Linked DNA regions of Gossypium hirsutum: region 1 is linked to region 2. The links are chromatin contacts, called in public Hi-C maps. All regions are on one chromosome and are shown on one strand. Each heading gives the region's core, a stretch centred on a gene start, on an enhancer-like site or on the middle of the called end of the contact. The rest is flanking DNA. Distances are from core to core; before and after follow the strand shown.

Region 1 (2,700 bases), core at 74-2,573, 42 kb after region 2:
TTGTACTCTTTTATGATACAATGATATTGATTCATCGTCTCAAAAAAAAAGAGAGAGAGAGAGAGAGACATAAAAGAGGAAAAAGAAGAACACTTAGAGGGAGAAAGTGAAGATAAAAAATGAAAATGAAAATGTATTTTAAAAATATTTTTAAAATGATTTTATGTTATTTATAAATATATTTTATTTAAAAGTTAATTCTTGTTTAAAATATTAAACTATGTTGGTAAATGTATCATGTTTAATATTTTTAAAAATTATTATTGTAATTTCAATTTTATATTAATTTAATAAATTGAAATAATATAAATTTTAAATTTTAAATATAAAAAATTATTATTTAATTAAAAAGTAAAATTATTATTCTTTAATAATATTTTAACCAAACAAACAACATTGAAACATTATTACTCTATTCCATTTAATTAATCAAACTACGCATACTAAAAATCTTATCACACATGAATGCATGTGAAAACTATAAATATAGAATATAAATGTGTAATTAAAAATAACAAACAATAAATAACGAAATATATGGCTTGAAACTAATTATTAATAATAATTACACATGAAATATGTATGCTACTAAATTTAAAAAAATAGATTTAATTTAAGAAAGTAATAAAGTGTGCATAATTAAAATTAAAATGTATAATATATTAAATTACGGCTTTAGTTGAGTGGTAAATAAAATGTTTTATTAATGCAATTGGTTTTGGTTCAAATCTCATCGTATGAATATTTTTATTAGTTTTTTTAAAGAAAAAAAACTAAAATACCATCAAATAATTTAACTTAATTTAATTAAAAAAGATATTTTCATAATTTAACAATTGAATTGATAGCTTGATTGAGGGTTATCCCAACTTAAATAATAGATAATATATATGATATCTTTTACCTCATTCCCACCAAATTACTATTATTTTCTTACTCCATCCAAATATAGTAAATCAAAATTCTAAAGTGGTGAAAAATTTATCCAATCTTGAGAATTGAGATGACATTGTGGGAAAATATTAGGTACACTATTAATGGGATTTTTGGACTTCAAAAATAGAGTTAAGAGGTTGACAAAAACTCTATAAAAATATAGTAAAATAATAAATAAATAACATAAGATAAAATTTAAAATTTAATTATAGAGTAAAAAATATATATTGTACCAAAATACAAAGTCTGAAATTGTTGCTGATACAATTAGATAATTATAATCCAAAAAAGAAAAGAAAGGGGGCAAAGGCAATGTCAAGTTGCCGATTCCCATACACATGGATAAATTGGCAAGTGGGGTCAAACTTTGATTAGGAAACCCAGTAATCCACGTCAGTTCCACGCTTATTTGACTCCACCTTCACTTTCATAATTCCGGATATTGATTGCTTGCCAGATCATACATATTCTTCATTCAGATCCCACATTGTTTTCAAGTACAATTTTATCTCATATAAATATCTTTTTAAAAATTTTTAAATTTTATAATACATATCATATTTTTATTTTCATTTGTAAAATTCAAAATATTAGGTTAAACTTTATTATTAGCCCTTGTACTTTATGAAAGTTGTGAATTTAATCATATATTTTAATTTGATAAATTTTAATATCAGCACTTTTCGAATTTTAAAACTTCAGTATTTACCAAACAATAATTGTTAAATTTATTATTATTTTTATTTTTAAAATCTAATGCAATAAACATATTATCATATATATAATACCACGTCAGCTTGTTATTTTCATACATTACTTACTACAATCCCCGTTAATTAATTAATGATTGTCATTTATGTCAAGATTGAAATTTCAAAACTCAAACAATAATTGGAGAATATAGACTAAGTCCGCAACTTGACACATTGTAAAAGATTAGTATTTGAACTTAACCAAACAAATTTTATTACTGTTTGAGTTAGGACTAAAATTTTAAAATTCGAAATGTACATAGACTAAATTTAACCAATTCAAAAAATACATGAATTAAATTTGATCAAATTAAAGTACAGAGATTAAATCTACAATTTTTGAAAAATACAAGAACTGATAGCAGAATTTAACCTTTATATTATCATGTATTAAAATATATGCTTTTGTTAGAAATTTTTAGTTATACTTCTAAAATGCAAGTATGTTGCAATAGACTTTCTATTTGTTGTTTACATCTGGCCTAAACCAATTTTCATATTTTGAGTGTTGTTTATTTTTTATGTGTAAGATATTTATTGAGTGATTTTTATCATAATTTTTATGCAAAGAATTATGAATTTTTATAAGAGGAAACTAGAATAATTATGTAGTTTTAAGAGTCCTTGAATTGTAGGATTTTATGTTTTTTTTTTGTGTGATTATCCTTTGACTTCAATATGAGACTTTGTAGGAGTTTATTTGGAAAGAGATCTTGATTAGATTATGGAGGATTATTTGGAAAGATATTGAATGTGAGATTAAGTAAGAGGTTATTTGGAAAGAAGTTTGTTCCTTTAGAGTGGTGTCGATTGGAGCTAATATTGGAAAGCACTATTCTGTCTATTTTGAAAGGCTTTCTTTGTGCCTTTTGTGAGAGCTTATTATACACATATTTGAGTGTGTTTATTAGCCTTACATAAGGAGGTTTGGGTGGAGAGTGACTGCACACAAACAGTATGATCTTTGTTGTTACAATTATCTTTTGGTGAGCTTAGGTAGATTGAGTTGATT
Region 2 (2,700 bases), core at 75-2,574:
GTTAAACATAAATAAATGAAGGAAAAAGATGAGTTTCAGCCTGGGATAGATGTTACTGCTACAATTGGGTTCCTTACTAGTCTTGAAGACATTTATAAGCTTTGGGTATTTGTTTCAAGGTTTTTGGATGCTGATTTTTTAGAGAAAGAGAAATGAAGATATAAAGCTATTAATTAAAAAACAATTGAAATTTAGTCCAAGAACTTGTTAATTCTTTCCTTCTTTGTATATTATTGTCTGGTATGAACTTTATTTGTATATTATTGTCTGGTATGAACTTTAGTCCAAAAATTATGATCAGGTATCAAAATTTGTAATATTAATTGAGGTTTATCTGAAAAAGTGTTTGACGTTTATCTGAAAAAGTGTAAATAGACTTTGGTTGTTTTCAATTTATGACGGTTAATATTTTAGCTTAATAATTGAGTATTATTATATATTAAATTTGATTTATTTATTTATAAATAAATTATTGTAATATATGTAAAATAATTTAAAGTATAAATTTATTAATATATATAAATTTATTAATATATGTAAAAACAATTTTTCCGGAAAATATTTTCAGGAAATTTGCCAAACAACAGAAAATATTTTACTTAGATTCATCCAAACACCAGAAAAGTAAATCATTTCCAAAAAAGTAAATCATTTTTCAAAAATCATTTTCCGGAAAACATTTTACTGCCAAACAAACGAAGCCTTAGTCAGTTGAATAATACATTATGGTTTATAATGTTACATTCTGGAATAACATTAAGTCAATTTGGATTCTTAACATTTTGAGCATCTTATAATCTCACATTCCTAAATAGTGTCAAGATGTCGACTTATTCCCTTTATTTTTATCATATTAATTAATTTAATCATTTTTTTCAAATAAAATTTAAGTCTAAATAAAAATAAAAATGGTGAAATAGTAGATGTCATATTTTAAAATTAAAATTATTATATTTCTTTAATGAATTATTATAATTATAATTCATAAATTTATTTTAACATTATATAATTTCTCATAAAATAAAAATAAAAATATAAAGGGAAAGATAATGTAACATAGTAGCCAGTAATATTAAATTCACATAATCTTATTATATTGAAAGATTAAATTCATTGTAATTGAAGGCTATACGTCATGTAGAAGCTTACAATACATAAGATAAAAAGAAGAATTACATTTAAAAACAGAATGGATTATAGATGATACCAAAATCCCATGGATAACATCTTTTGCGTCCCATAAACACATGTCAAGCAATGATTGGATGTAAAAGACGAGTGTGGCAGATATGTAAGTAATGTAAAATTGGTCCCAGATTATCATTTCTCAGCCAATAACAACAAAGAAAGAGATTATAGATAAAGGGATAAATCTTAGTTTATCTCAACCGTTGGATTCAACGAAATCAAACAATCAAATCCAACCTTTACTGACAACCACACATGAATGGCAATATCATAGTACAAAGCTAAGGCTTAAGCCATGCACTAAAACATTTACTTTCCCTTACCCATCCTTTCTTTCTCCCGGAAATCATGTCTGCCGTCACTACACAAGCCTCGGCTGCCGTTTTCCGCCCATGCACATCGAAAACTAGGTTTCTTACCGGGAATTCCGGTAAGTTAAACCGGCAAGTTTGCTTCAAACCAATGTCATCTTCATCAATCAGCTCATTCAAAGTTGAAGCCAAGAAAGGGGAGTGGTTGCCTGGTTTACCTTCACCGGCTTACCTCACTGGAAGGTACATTCTTTTAGTTATACTATTTGATACAAAATAAAGTGAAGATACTAATTCAGTATCTCAGACAATGGCATTTGCACCAAAATATAGATTATTTTTTTAACATATGAAAACTCTTGTTTTGAAGCAATATCTAATATCTCAATTAGCTATTTGGGGGGCCCCCCGATTATTTTATTCATTGGTATTTAAAGGAAATATACATAATCAGCTATCAGCAGTAGATTAAACCAAAGGACGTGGTGGTTAGAGTTGAATTCGGAATTAAACTTTGACCAGTAGTGTATAAGCGAAAATAGAATCAATTATTGTGAATCAATCTGACAACCAATGATTTAGCTAGTTCGGTTTGATTCTTAACATTGGTTATAACATTATGGAAATGCAGTCTTCCAGGTGACAATGGATTCGACCCTCTTGGATTGGCGGAGGATCCGGAGAACTTGAGATGGTTCGTGCAAGCAGAGCTGGTGAATGGCCGCTGGGCAATGTTGGGTGTTGCAGGGATGCTTTTGCCTGAAGTATTCACCAAGATTGGGCTGATCAATGCTCCCCAATGGTACGATGCTGGAAAATCCGAATACTTCGCATCCTCCTCCACCCTATTTGTGATCGAGTTCATATTGTTCCACTACGTCGAGATCAGACGGTGGCAAGACATCAAGAACCCAGGATGTGTGAACCAAGATCCCATCTTCAAGCAATACAGCCTGCCCCCACACGAGTGCGGATACCCTGGTGGCATTTTCAACCCCCTCAACTTTGCTCCTACACTTGAGGCCAAGGAAAAGGAGCTTGCCAATGGGAGATTGGCAATGTTGGCCTTCTTGGGATTCATAATTCAACACAATGTGACTGGGAAAGGACCATTTGACAACCTGTTGCAGCACCTCTCTGATCCATGGCACAACACCATCATCAACACAATCAGGGGTTATTAAATTCAATTTCCCAGTTT

Evidence for each region. Hi-C and Micro-C count contacts between places; a contact is called where the count stands out from the background.
Region 1: a Hi-C map of leaf shows a contact between it and region 2, with 2.0 times the contacts expected there. The contact joins the enhancer-like site here to the promoter of LOC107934271 in region 2. A contact is called at or near these places in 16 of 34 Hi-C or Micro-C datasets (callus, fibers, hypocotyl and 3 more).

The regions. Positions count from the first base shown.
Region 1 is chrA12:98,091,133-98,093,832 of Gossypium_hirsutum_v2.1, forward strand. No RefSeq gene overlaps it. Among protein-coding and RNA genes, the nearest start is that of LOC121211603, 8.2 kb to the left of the region's middle. Within about 2 kb of position 1,324, at least 1 of the 9 cell types and tissues checked has an H3K27ac peak or open chromatin away from gene starts, as enhancers often do. A contact at or near this core is called in leaf, where this site is marked.
Region 2 is chrA12:98,049,094-98,051,793 of Gossypium_hirsutum_v2.1, forward strand. LOC107934271 (chlorophyll a-b binding protein P4, chloroplastic) reads left to right here and starts at 1,325. Exons shown (of 2, transcript XM_016866649.2): 1 at 1,325-1,742; 2 at 2,131-2,700. The coding sequence starts at 1,537. The coding sequence ends at 2,683.